Linked DNA regions of Rattus norvegicus: regions 1 and 3 are each linked to region 2. A link is a contact called in public Hi-C data. All regions are on one chromosome and are shown on one strand. Each heading gives the region's core, a stretch centred on a gene start, on an enhancer-like site or on the middle of the called end of the contact. The rest is flanking DNA. Distances are from core to core; before and after follow the strand shown.

Region 1 (4,191 bases), core at 88-2,587, 510 kb before region 2:
CAGCACACACGTTCTGATAGAGCCTCACTTTATAGAGATAGACACCTAGTTCTTCAAAGGTACAGCTGGCTGGTCCAGGTCCACATGCTATGTCAAGAGGAACCACTTCGCCTCTTGACCCTAACTCTGTGTCCTTGGCTATTGGTGGCCCTAGATATGGGGTGGGGGAGGGCAAGTAGTTCAGGAGATGGTGGGGCCAGATGGGCACTACGTCCAGACAGCAGACATCAGCCCCTCTTTGGCACAGCCGTGTGATTTTCTGTCACCTGCTTTGCTCCTGAACTCTCCTGCATCTCCCCCAGGGATGCACCATTGCAGAGAACCCCTCTTTCAGCTTGGAGATTGACACAGTTGGATTCTATTTCTGCTTGTCCACATATGCAAATGAGCAGGCGACATTGTGGCAGAGCCACAAAGATAGGAGCTCACATCAAAGGACCCTGGTCATATGTTCCAGGAGATGGCATGGACCAAACCTCTTCACATGAGGGACATCTTTTTGTCTTCAGTGTTGTGTGGCCCTTTCTGTCACTGGTGGGACTCGAAGGCATCAGGGAGGGGCTCTGAACATCCTTCAAATGCAAGGAGGCTGGTACAGGCAGAAACATTCAGATGTTCTGTGATGTGGTCCTCAAATTGGCTCTTACGTTCTAGTACCTGCTATGAGGTGGGGTGGGAGTGGCGGGTGGTGCATTGAGAAGCCTCTGGCCTTCAAGTCACACAGCTCATTCGTAAGGTTCTTGGAGGGTACAAGGCTATGCCCCAATTTTACAGTGACAATCTTACTTCCTAATTGACTTTGGGAGGTTGGGCATGTATGTTGGTCAGGAGTAGGTTTGAGCAGCCATAAGCTGCAGACAGAGAAGGTGAACTGATGCTCGCAAGAGCTCCAGTCGATGAAAACCAGGTGGGTGCACCTGCTGTTCCCTATCCTTCAGGGTCTGCCTCTTCTGGCCCGTCCCTGTCCCATTGCAATACCGTCTCTGGCTCACAGGGGGCGCTGAGGCCCCGCGGCTGGCTTTCCTCCTGCTCAAACCCAGAAAAATGCTACTTGTGATATGGAAGGGCCGGGGCTGTGTTTTTCCAATCAATAGAAGACGCTCAGTCCCCCAGTTGTCGCTTCCAAAGTCTTCACACATCTGCATCTGAAGGGCTCCAAATGCAGCCTTTTCCTGTCGGGAGAAAAAGCAGAAGGAGAAAGGGAGATTTTTGCCTGACAGATTAGAAAATTTTCCACTTCCCAGCATTTGAACAAAGTATTTGTGCTTCTTGTGCCAATTACCCAGGCTGTGAAAGAGGAGCCGGGAAGGTGCGGGCTCAGCTGGGTGCTGGATATGATCATTCCTCGGAGGACCTGCAGGTGTCAGTGGGTGGATGGGGCCCCAGCAGGCCCACAGTGGCCTGGGCCAGCCTTGCCTCCCCTCACGTTTGACCTTGGGAATAAGACTGAGTGCTGGGGAACTGTGATTTTTGGCAGTGAAATGACTTGCCACGGTTTCTTTTCAGGGTACTGGGAAGGTCAAAGCGCTTTATCTACAACATGGGGCGCCTGCAGATAAACTGTATTAATAGCTTGGTAGTAATTTTCAGTTTTCAAAGTGTTTTTTGAAGTCAGAGACAGTATGATTTCCTACTCAGCTTCTGTAAGAGTAAGCTGCACCCCAGGGGCAGTACAGGGGTGAAGATTCTCAATGGACACTGGGCTGTGGTTGCTCTGGTCCTGTTCCAAGATCCGCCCCTGTCCTTGGCATCCACTCTTGGTCCATAGAGGTCTGTGCTGGGTCTGGGTGTAGGTGTGGAGGAAGCAGTTTGCGGGGCACTGGGCTCTGCCTCAGGTCTCTGGGTACCCGGAAGAAACTGGTTGAGGACAAAACTCCTCCTGCAGGGTTGCAATGAAGTGCCAGGCTGGGTGTAGTCCCAGAACTCGGGTCTGCTGGGTTACCCAACGCAATATGTAGAAATGAGTGGTCACTGCAAACAAGGGCCTGAGTCTTGGGGTAGCTTTCTCTTGGCCTAGATTTTAGGGCAGGGCCCTTCTGGGATTGCTCAGTCTCCCACACTCATGACAGAGCTTTTGGTAATCTGGCCTCTGTCCATATCTTTTTCTATCTAGCTCCATCTAGGTACAGTCCTCAAGGTTTTACCCTGCTACCTTCTTCCTGGCTGGGACATCATGAAGGTTTGTTATGTGTATACAAAGTGGTCTCAACCTTTCAGCAGCTGCCAGCCCTGCCTCCCTGAACCTCTGCCACCATTGTTCCTTCTGGGGACAAAAGCCATCCTCCTCCTTGGACTTCCTGCCCACTCTCCCTCTGATTCGATTTCTGGCTGTACAAAGCTCATTGTTTGGAACAAGGATCAAGGTGGACACTCCCTTGTATTGTTGCAAAACCCTTGGTGTATCTGCACACCTGGCCCAACGTGCCCGGTCCACCTGCCTGCTCCATTGTGTTCATTTTCCCTGCATGCCTCGATGTGGATGGTCTCATTAACTACTGCTGGCTGATGGAGTGAGTTGGCGTTTGGGCAGGGTCTCCAGCTATGAGGGAGGAACCCTCAAATGGAGATTGTGGGGGTCTGAGTAGGAAGATAGTGGTGAAGCTGTCTTCTGTCAGGACCAGAGGAAGGGCCACAGTGAAGGCTCCAGGATGCTGGCAGGATTCAGTGCCTAGGTTTCATTCTCTGGATCATGATGGCCTGCAAGGGCAATAACCTTGGCTCTGGGATGGATCTCTGTTGTAAGCAGGGTACTAGGGGCAAGCCTCCCTCAGGGTAGATTTGTGTGCGAAGCTCCAAGAAGGAGTGGGTGGGAGTAAACGGGGCAGGAAGCTGGGGAGTAGACTGGTTCTCAGCATCCACAAGAGGCTCTGATCTGCTTTTGGTAGCTTCCTTAGGATCCCTGGGAGGAGTGAGGCTGGAGACAGGAAGTCAAGACAAGGCTGAGGTGGTGGCAGAAGAAATGGGGTGCTTTGGGGGGCAGATTCTAAGGTGCTCTGATCTCCTGGAGGGATGGGTAGTCATGCAATCTCATCCCCCTTCAGCCCTTGCACACTGGGCAGAACCAACTTCCAATGGGCCCATCAGGGGCAAGGTGTGGTGACAACAAGACAAAGACTATATCTGCACCCCTCACGCAGTAGGCCTTGGAACATTCAGGTGACAAGTCTTTTTCTTTGTGATTCCAAGTCCTGCTTTGAGTGACAGTCAGACAAGTATAGGTTTCAGGGTGATAAAGTGAACCCAGGACTCTCTCTTAGCATTCAAAGGGTTGCCTGCCCTCACTGCCCTGCCCTGCCCATCACTGTAGTCAAAGCTCTCCTCACCAAAGCAGTGCCCAGGCTCACACAGTATGACTACCAGAGGAGTCTCTGGCCTGAAACAGATCCCTGGGACAAACCCATGTCTTTCAAGGTGACTCCCTGTGTGGCAGTCGGATCCAGGAACTGAGGTACTCAGAGTGTGTGTGTGTGTGTGTGTGTGTGTGTGTGTGTGTGTGTGTGTGTGTCTGCACAAAGCACCAGCACACTATCCTTGGACTTGAGTCTGTCAAGCTGTGAAGAGAGGACACAGATGTCAGCTCATCACCAGATTCACAACAGAGCAGGCACAGGTATGGCGAATGCTCTGGCTTCATCGCCTGCTGTCAGCTACCCTCACTCTTCCGGTGACTCTGTACTGGCACATTCTCTCTGTTTCTCTGCTCTGTCCCTGACTCTCCCTTGCCTCTTTATCCTTTACTTGTCTGGTGGCAAAGGCCTGAAAGGTTCTTTGCTCATCTCCCCCTCCCCCTCCAGGGGATGAGGGACACTACACGTGACCTTGGAGTAGACCCTCCCATCTTCTGGCCTCACCAACATCCCGGTTGAGACTTAATCTCTTTGTTGTCCATCAGTGCTCCTCCTCCCTCTTCCTCCCCTTTCCTTCCTCCTCCCCTTCCTTCCTCTACTCCTCCTCCAGCTCCAGGCTCCGCATTTCCTCTGTTTCCTTCAGGGAATGACTCACACATTTGCCTCCCACCTGCACCACCAGCTACCCAAACCTTTATTGGCAGGGGTCGAGCTAGAGCGGATTTCAGCCTTCAGAGGCCTCAGGGCTGTGGCAGGCAGTGGGCGGTGCCCCCGTGGGCAGCATGTTCCTCCCTACCGCCCTGCCTGCTCCTGGCCCTTCTAGACGATGTGTGGCTCTCATTGG
Region 2 (4,265 bases), core at 255-2,754:
TTAGTTGCAGGAAGAGTGTTGACTGTGACGTTGATGGAAGGCACCAATCAGATGCTTTGGCTGGGGTTACAGGACAGCAGTGTGGGTCCTGACACCGGGCAGAAAGAGTGTTGACAGTGAGTGTGAGTTTGCATTGTCGTTGACAAATGTCCCTGAGGACAAATGCAAACATCTGGATCAGATGTGTTCTTGGGTAGCAGTGGTACCAGTGATCTGCCCAAGTGTGCAAAGTAGTGGACCCTGTACAAAAGGTCTTGAATTCAGGGCGGATCACAAGTTGTGGAACAGGAGGGCAAGGGGTTTGATGCAGAAGCATCCTGGTGGAGAAGGACACATGGCAGCTTTCCTGAGACCAGGGTTCCAGGACTTTTTGTCAGTCTAGACCCTGGAGTGTTGAAACTTTTGACATTGGAACATGGCATCATGGCCTACAAATGTGTTGGGTCACATTCATTGCTATCCTGGGATGTATGGATCCGGTGCACTGCTGGGTGCACATGCCCCATAGAGAGGGACCCCTTTGGGCCCCTAACAGAGGAGGCACAAGGGATCTTATGATGGGAGACAAGCAACTGAGTAGGCCTCCCTCCACCCCTGGGTGGAAACTGGCATGGAGGGACACTTTCAAACCCACCTCCTTTTGACTCTGTCCCTGGCGGGCTCCCCTCCTCTCAGCATCACAGGACAAGAGGTCCTCCCCTAGGTTAGTCTAGACGGGTCAGACCCAACTGAAGCCGTTCAGTGCCCCACCCCTGGAAGGGCCCCAGTCCCTGCCTCTGACTCCATCTCTACCCATCACTCATCCAACCCACCCACCCACTCATCCACCTATGCATGCATCATCCTTCTTCTGCATGGCCCACCCCACAGTACCACCCACCAAATCCACTTTTTCCCAGTCCTGCTCACCCTCACCCGCCTCCGCAATTCCACCACCGACCCTGACCCTGACGGCTATCTGTCCATACATCTACCTTCCCAACAGCCTCTACCTACATTCACCTGCCTCCTCCACCCACACACCTACAGGTCTGTGCACAGCCCTTAACTCCTCTTCTCCATCCATTTGTTTGTTGGTCCACCACTTGTCACCCAGATGCAGCCACTCTCCTGCTCCTGGAGGAGAGCACAGTCCCAACTCTTGGCTTTCCTGCTGCGTGGGGCAGGAGTCGGCTGTCTTAGGTGCGCGCGCCTGAGCGTCGCACCCCTTCTCCGTGATCCCGCTCCCCTCCCCCCCAGCCCGCCCCCCGCTCGCGCTCCCCCTCTAATGTGTGATCTGGAAGCTCTATAAAGCCTGATGTAATCCGTAATGCAGTCTCTGGCTCCCGATTCGGGATCCAGTTTCAAAGACCGAGAGATTGGGGAGCGCCGGCAGCCGGGCGGGGGAGCAGCTTGCCTCTCTCCTCCTCCTTCTCCGCGTCCTCGGCCTCCTCCTCCTTCTGCCCGCGCCGCCCCGCCCCCGGCTCCGCTCCGCTCCCCCCCCCCTCAGGAAGGGAAAAAAGGCGAGAAGAGCCGGGCAGGCGAGAGGACCGGAGCGGCGGCGCGGCCGGAGAGGGAGCGGCGGGCGCAGGCGGTGGTGGCGGCGGCGGCGGCGGGCGCGGCGTTGGCGGCGGCCCCGGCAGAGCGAGCTGAGCGGGCGAGCCGGCGGCACAAGCGTCCGCGCCGCGTCCTGGCCCGACTCCGGGCCCGCGCGCCTAGCACAACCCGCAGCCAGGGCATCTGGACCCCTCTGGCGCCCGGGGGGCTCCGCCAGGCAGGGGGTGGGGAGGAGCCTGAGAGCGCCCGCGGGTGCGCTCTTGGGAACGTCTCGGCGGGGCCCAAAGAGAGTCGGGGGCGGCAGCGACAGTAGCCCCAGCTCGGATCGGGCGCGCGGCTCGGCGGCTGGCGACGCGGTGCGCTCCGGGGGCTTTGCAAGTCGCTGGATCAAGTCCTTGCTCGCCCGTGGGGCCTCTGCTGCTGGGGAAGGTAAGAGAGGCTCCGGAGGGGGTGGGGGCGCGGCGAAAGGGGGCGTCTCGCTCTGGGAGGGGGTCGGAGGAGGGGTGGCCTCCCGGACTTCCCAACTTCGCCGTTTGGGGCTTCGCAGCTCTCAGGATTAGGCTTGGAGCTCGGGAGTTTGAACAGCCGCACCCCCACCCCCAGCCCCATTCCCCCAGCCCCCTTCCTCTTCCACCGGAGGCAATGGAATCTGGCAGGTCCCTGCGCTCCCGCATTGGGCGGGCTGAGGAGGGGGCACCCTGGACGTGGGAGAGGCTTCTTGGTGCTCCTCACCTCCCCCTCATCCTTACCAGGCAGAGCCGGGCCAACCTGGCAGGCTGAGCAGAAGGACCCTCTGCTCTATCACCCCCACAGACCCTGGGCGCGCTGGGGAAGGCGTTCCCGTGGTGCTCCGACACCACAGAGATGCTAGCAGGGGTCTGAGGGAGCCCCACCTGGCTCCCTATGCCGGCCCAAGGAGACTCGCAAGAGACAACCCAATGTGTCTCCCATTCCCTGATCTTACCCAGAGCCCGTTACATATATTATAGGGCCCCGCTGCATCTCACCCCCACCCCCAGCACAGAGCTGGAGGCGGGCAGAAAAGCCCCCAGACTTCCCGTCACAGCTCTCACCTACAGACCCGACAATGGCAGAGGAGACCCCCAGAGGCTTATCTCCAAATTCGGAAAAAGGGCTGTCCTCGCGCCCCCACCATCACAACTGACACGCGCATACGCCCTAGCTCGTTCCTTCCCGGTGTTCTTTTCTGTTCGGTTGGACAGGCGGCGCAGATAGGCTGCCCTGAACTTTAGGTCGGCCCGCTGCCCTCTCCGACCGAAGCAGCGGGGCTGGGCACCGAGCACTCCCGGTTACGTTTCTCCAGTGGGCAGAGGCCACCAGCCTCCGCCGCTGCGCTCTTTCGGAGCTGCGTGCTGCTGCCTCTAGGAATGAGCATGGCCCCCGCCCCCTCCTGAAATTCTGAGGGCTCCGGATCCGGCTGGGAGCCCTTTGCTCTGGTGCTCTGAGCAGCCTAAGCAGAACAGAAATTATCCCGGGCCCCAGGGAGGTGGGCGGCTGAATGGAGAATCGCAGCGAAGCTAGGTGGCTTGAGGGTTGGTCGGAGGCTGCGGCTCTGTGCTTGGGTCCCTACGCCTGGCCGCGGTGGCTCCTGCTTGGTCACTCCCAGGCAACACAGAGGGCTGCACCAGCCTGGCACCCTCTGTGGCCTGTTGGGCACCCTTACCCTTTCCACTTTTATTTTGGGCTTCCAAGTTTCTCGGAGCGCGCGGACTGGGCTAAGACTAGCCCAACCCTAATCCACTCCTCCTGCACCCCTTCCCTCCCTGAAGTCCCCATTACATTCCTCTCCCCTGGGTCTGGGGCGCAGATTCCTTAGCGGCAACTCGGAGGGAGTTGAAAGGCATGAAGGCGCGTGGGTGGGCACGGGGCGCGCACTCCCGCCCCAGAGGAGCCGCTCCGCATACGTGTTGGGGAGGGGGTTGGGAGGTCTGCGCGTCTGCACCCTGGGGGCCCAAGGAGACCCTCTATGTTCTGTAGCCATAAACACACGCCCCTCGTGGGAGCTACTGCAGGGACACAAAACAGCAGGCTGAGGCGTGGGGAGAGAGGCTGGGGTCCTTTTTCTTTATCTGAGAGGCAATATCCCGTATTTAGGATCGGAGAAAGCGAATTTAACATCTCCCAGAACCTTCAAGCCTTCCATTTCTCTGAGACCCTTGCAGCAGCCGCAGCAGCAAGGGAGGTCGAGGAGGTAGCTGCTCCTTTCTCAACCGCGGGTGGCCTCAAAACTCTGCTCTCGGACGCCGCCGGGGTGCCTTAGGGTCTAGTTTTGAGTACCCAAGCAAGGTCAAGCAAGCGAAGGAGGGGGTAGGGGCTCCTGGGCGCGTCCCCGCGCGCGCAGATTTTGGGCCTTGGAAGGGGGTGTGGGTTGCGCGCCGAGTCAGTCCGGAGAGCCTGCTTGCCGGCTCCCGGTCTCTAGAGGTGGACATGGCGCGAGTTCGGAGATCCCGGAGCGCCTAGCTCCCCGCACGGGGCCCTACGCCCTCCCTCTCCCCTTGATCTCAGCTGTTCGGCACTGCCTTCAGACTTGTTGCTTCTCAACCAGGGGACTGGAAACCGGCGGGGTAGCTCCTTAGCCCTTGAGGCCGTAGCAAAGCCCCAAGGCCAAGGGATGTGCCAGGGCCCGCGGACGCGCGATGCACTGGGAGCGCGACCAGGGAGTTTGCTGCTTCGGATCGGAGAGAAGGACGCTTGTCCCTGCCTCGATC
Region 3 (4,486 bases), core at 649-3,148, 670 kb before region 2:
TCTAAATCCCATTTCTCCAAGTCTGTCTCCAGCCAGCTGTGCTCTCCATGGGCCCATCTGAAGGCTACAACCCAACCCGTTCCAAATCAAACTCTCCATTCTCAGGCCTTGGTTGCTTCTCTTTTAGCTTTGCCTTTCTCTAGCAAGTGGTAGCCCGCATTTCCCCTCCTCCACAGAGCTCCACTCCACGTCTCCACACTAACTTTAAGATATCTTCAGAAGCAGGGCTCTTCTCCCTGCTGTCCTGGCCCCAGCGGCTTCACCCGGACCAGAGGCAGCTGCTATGTTACTAGTCTCCCTGCTGCTCTCCCTACTGTACCTCTATAAGTATACTCACCTGGTACAACGGTGGCCTGATAAAACCACCCTGTCCATGCCCAGGGCTGTGATGGAGTCACTGTCTCCTCTCCCAGGACCTACTGCAGTCCTCACTTCTCCAAAACTTGTCTCTACCAGCCCCTCAGAGAACTTCCTGTGCTCCCTTCTGTGGCTGCACCCCGCCCTGGTACTGAGCAGTATGACAGGACTTCCAAGGCAGCCAGGGAGGCAGGATAGGCTGCGGGGATAGGGGCAGGGATGTCATTGGCCCTCTGAGCTGTAGACTGAGGGTGTGGCCCTGCAGGTCCTGCCTGTGCATCTCAAACCATCTGCAGACCTGTCTCTCCCCACTGGGCTAGGTGGGTCACCTCCAGTTCATCTCTCCTCCTGGCATAACACCCCGCATCCTGCCCAAGGTTCTGACTCAAGAAGGCATTTGTTTATCTACGAAGGTGGAAGAACGGGCTTTGCTGTCTGGCCCATGGCTACAAACAGTACCTAGCCCAGAGCCGACTGCGCACAGCAGGAGCTCAGTAAGTGCACTATGTGAGAAAGATAACAGAGGCTCCTGGGCATCCGTGTGGCACTCTGTGGGTTTACTGAGCCCTCCCGCATGACTTTCCTCTCCTTAGGCCTTTGCCTGTAGCAAAAATGGATGTTGACCCCCATTGCATTGTGGGAACCCACATATTTTCCAGTCTGAGACTGAGACTGGCCTCCGTCCTGTCCTGGGGACCAGCATCTGGGGACCAGCATCTGCGGTCCTGCCAGGTTCCTGTAACCCCATATCTCCACCTGAGAGCTCCACTCTCCTTACCCTTACTTCCTCCTCACGGTAACCGAGCTGAAGACCCACACCACCAGGCACACAGTCTGATGTATTCACAGTAGTTAGCGTGGCTTTTGTTCAGTGACTCAGACATGTCCTGCCCCAACTGCTGCTTGCCGCCACCTGCTGGGTGAATCCTACTATCCTGGGCTTCCTGGCTAACTAGCCTCCTCCCCATCTTGAACTTTCCGCCCAGCGGTCTGACTTTTCCATACTTTTAGGACCTTGCAGGCCTCCACAGTCTGCTCTCAGGAAAGTGGATAGCTTTCCCTTTGGAGGGAGAGGTGACAAGGAGGCAGGAGAGGGGTCAGGGATGGAGGCAGGCCCCCTTTCGGTGTTGAGATAGAGCCCAGTTCTCACTCCCCAGTGGCCCTCACCTGGTTCTTTTGGCCGAGTGGCCTCTCCTTCCATGTCCCCCAGCCTCCTCACTCCGGGGACAAGCGTGGGACACCCCCTGCTGACTGTCGCGCCCGCCGCAGGTCCGGCTGCGCCCCCTGCGCCGCGCTTCCCTGACATTTACGGCGGCGACGCGCAGCTCTGGGAGGCGCATTTCCGTGGCATCGGGCGCGCCTACCGCGCTTTGGGCAAAGAGGACGACTTCGCTATCCGCGTGCTCACCGAGGACTTCACGCTGCCTTTCCCGTTCTCCTGGCCGCCAGGCCCGGACCCAGCCACTGGGCCGCTCTTCTACGACCCGCGGGACCGCGCGGGCTTCGACTTCCTGCTGCGCGGCCCCGGCGCACCGCCCCCCGCGCTACTGCGACCCCTGCACGCCACGGCGCAGGCAGCCGAGCGCAAGCGGCGCCTGGAGCGCCTGGCGCTGAGCTATGCGGGCGCTGGTCGGCCACCGGGCTTGGTGCTGCTGGCGCCCGCCGCCGCCTTCCCTTCTGAAGCTGGCCGTCCTGCTTGGCGCACCCTCGCCCGCGACAGCGAATAAAGCCTCTGCCTCTCTGGTCCCCGCATCGGGCCTCTTCCTGCACCGTGCGCCAGGGAAGCCGGGGAGGGGGCACGGGACACCATGCCTGCACGATCTCAACTGCCTAGTGAGTCTGAGAGTCACGTAGAAAAGGTGACCCTTGTCAGGCTGTTAGAATGAGATGATCCCGGGGAAAGGTGGGAGGTCAGGTCTCCACCTCCCAGCTGTCTTTCTTGCTCAGCACCAGGATGGGAAGTTACTGGACCTCACTTGGTGTGGACTGTCTGGCCTCCAAGGAGTAGCTGGATGCTGACCATCCTTGTGCCTCAGCGTCTCTGTTTTCTATGGCAGCCGCTAAGGATGCACAGGGGTAGAGTGTAAGCAGCGGGGAACGCATGTGAGAGGCAGTGTCAGGAAGGAGTTCTGACAGTCTCCAGCCTGCCTTCCTCTCTGTCCCCTCCCAGAAGAATGGTGTCTACTACTCCCTTGAAAATCTGAGAAAATTTCATTTGAGGCAGAAGTCTGTGTCGACAGTAGGTGGGCAGCAAGGAGGGACTGCCTGGCTCTGGTGACTTCTCTACATCGTGTGATATCAAGCAGTAAGGCCAACTGGCCTTTAGTGAAAGGACGGGGCTCCATCCTGCTTGGGGGCTTTGGGCTCCTGGCGTAGAGAGGCTGGTGCGCTGGAGGCCCGTTCCCACACAAGAGCATCTGGACTCAGAGATGTTGCTTCTGTTTTTGTTTGTTTCTTCTAATACAGGAGTTATTTATAATTTCCTAGTGCTGGGAGAAAAAAAAATCCAATTCTTGGCAGAACAACTTAGATGGAATGTTCACTTTAGGGGATGTGTTGGAGAAGCAGGGACAGGAGGAGGAAGAAAAAGAGGGAGGAGGAGGAGGAGGAAGAAGAAGAGGAGGGAGAAGAGAAGAAGAGTATGAGGTGGGCACAGCACAGCACCAAAGACAGCTTAGTGCTACAGAAGAGGGGATCTCTTCCTCCTCCTCCCCCCCTGCACTGGCCGGGAACTCTGACTTCTGCTTAGGGCTCCTTCCCACCTTGAGGATCTTCTCTTCAACTGTACAGAGATGCCCAACAGCATCTTCATGACGATGTTTGATTCCTAATGAGACAGCATCCATCTTGACTGTGTGCTAGCGTTTGTCTGTCCGTACGGTCTATTAGCTGTTTAGGCTCCTTAAAAAGCAGCCCTTAGATATTTAGTTATCCCCCAAACACAGGCAGGGTGTCAAGGAAGCCAGCTGAGCCAAGAAGGGATATGGAGGTGAGGCAGAGCACTCTGGGGGCAACTGGAGGCCAGCCTCCTCAGGTTCTGCAAAACCCAAAACAAACAACCCCTCTCCCAGCCATTTTGGGGCATTCCTCAAAGCCACTCTCCCAGGGACAGGAAGCTCCCTGCCTCTTCATTGGGAGAAGTCCTCCAGGACACTAAGTCCCCTAGGTCAGCTTGCCCTGCGGGGATGGACCATGAGCCTCCTCTTTCTCAGCAGTGATAGGCTCACTTTATGATTACAGTATAATAATGAAAAATTGGGGGGGGCAGTTTGGGCCTTTTGTGTTTTTAACCTCACCTTTCTAGAAATTTCTTTTCCAAGTAGTTTTCAAAGGCATGTGGTTGGTTGAGAGCTCAGAGGCAGACCTCCATAGTCCAATGTGGGACTATAGAGCACCAAGACTCCCGAATGAGTTATCAAATAGGAAGTTAAACATCGCAAGGAGATGGCATGAGAAATAGCATAGCGGTACAAACTCTATTTCAAGCAGTGTGTGAAAGCCTCTTGGAGGGGGTGGCACTTGAGCTAAGAAAGGGAAAGGAAGAGCCTGCCTTGTAGGTAGGGAAGGAAGCTGAAGGCAGAGATCTTGTAGGCAAAGGCTAGGCAATTCCAGGGAGAGGCAGCAAGGGTCAAAGGTTGCAACAGGAGTTCTGCCAGGCTAAGGAGACCAAGCTCAAGTGAGCTTGAACCACAGGAGGGGTTGAGTGATCAGGTAATTGTAATGACCGGTAACACAAGCTTCAGGGAATGTTTGCTTCCTGGGCTCAGGGTTGTCAGGGAAGCCCTGCTCCCCCAGCTTGCTGGTTGTGCCCTCAAATTGGCCTTCCCACCACATTAGCTAGCTCAACTGACACACTGTCTACTCTCACCATCTCCCTGGCCACAGGACACTGGCTTCTGAGAGATGTTTAGAAGCTGCAGGAACTCAAATGTGGCCCCAGGGTGAATGCGTTCCCATGTTCCAGGCAGTGTCCCACACCAGTTGACATTAGTCTGTGCCAACCAAGTGAGTTCCTTTATCAAGACGGTAGGGAAATATTGGGCATGCCTCTCAGTCATGCTCCCAAGGATAGGATGCCAGGCACTTAATCACTGCCTCTCTAGAGGCCTATCTACAAAGAGAGAGGTCA

Evidence for each region. Hi-C and Micro-C count contacts between places; a contact is called where the count stands out from the background.
Region 1: a Hi-C map of liver shows a contact between it and region 2, with 12 times the contacts expected there. The contact joins the enhancer-like site here to the promoter of Adgrb1 in region 2. A contact is called at or near these places in 10 of 12 Hi-C or Micro-C datasets (the A7r5 cell line, Schwann cells, frontal cortex and 5 more) and 1 of 1 datasets of contacts at active chromatin or transcription factors (oligodendrocytes).
Region 3: a contact with region 2 is called in a Hi-C map of prefrontal cortex, with 3 times the contacts expected there. The contact joins the promoter of Mroh5 here to the promoter of Adgrb1 in region 2. A contact is called at or near these places in 2 of 12 Hi-C or Micro-C datasets (frontal cortex and prefrontal cortex).

The regions. Positions count from the first base shown.
Region 1 is chr7:107,778,189-107,782,379 of GRCr8, forward strand. No RefSeq gene overlaps it. Among named protein-coding and RNA genes, the nearest start is that of Rpl29l5, 86 kb to the left of the region's middle. Within about 2 kb of position 1,338, at least 7 of the 93 cell types and tissues checked have an H3K27ac peak or open chromatin away from gene starts, as enhancers often do.
Region 2 is chr7:108,292,314-108,296,578 of GRCr8, forward strand. It overlaps Adgrb1 (adhesion G protein-coupled receptor B1), which reads left to right and starts at 1,505. Exons shown (of 31, transcript NM_001170597.3): 1 at 1,505-1,965. Tsnare1 (t-SNARE domain containing 1) reads right to left here and starts at 3,986. Exons shown (of 16, transcript XM_063264465.1): 1 at 3,960-3,986; 2 at 2,813-3,007; 3 at 1,531-2,017. The coding sequence starts at 3,986.
Region 3 is chr7:107,625,001-107,629,486 of GRCr8, forward strand. It overlaps Mroh5 (maestro heat-like repeat family member 5), which reads right to left and starts at 1,899. Exons shown (of 30, transcript XM_039080228.2): 1 at 1,525-1,899. The coding sequence starts at 1,697.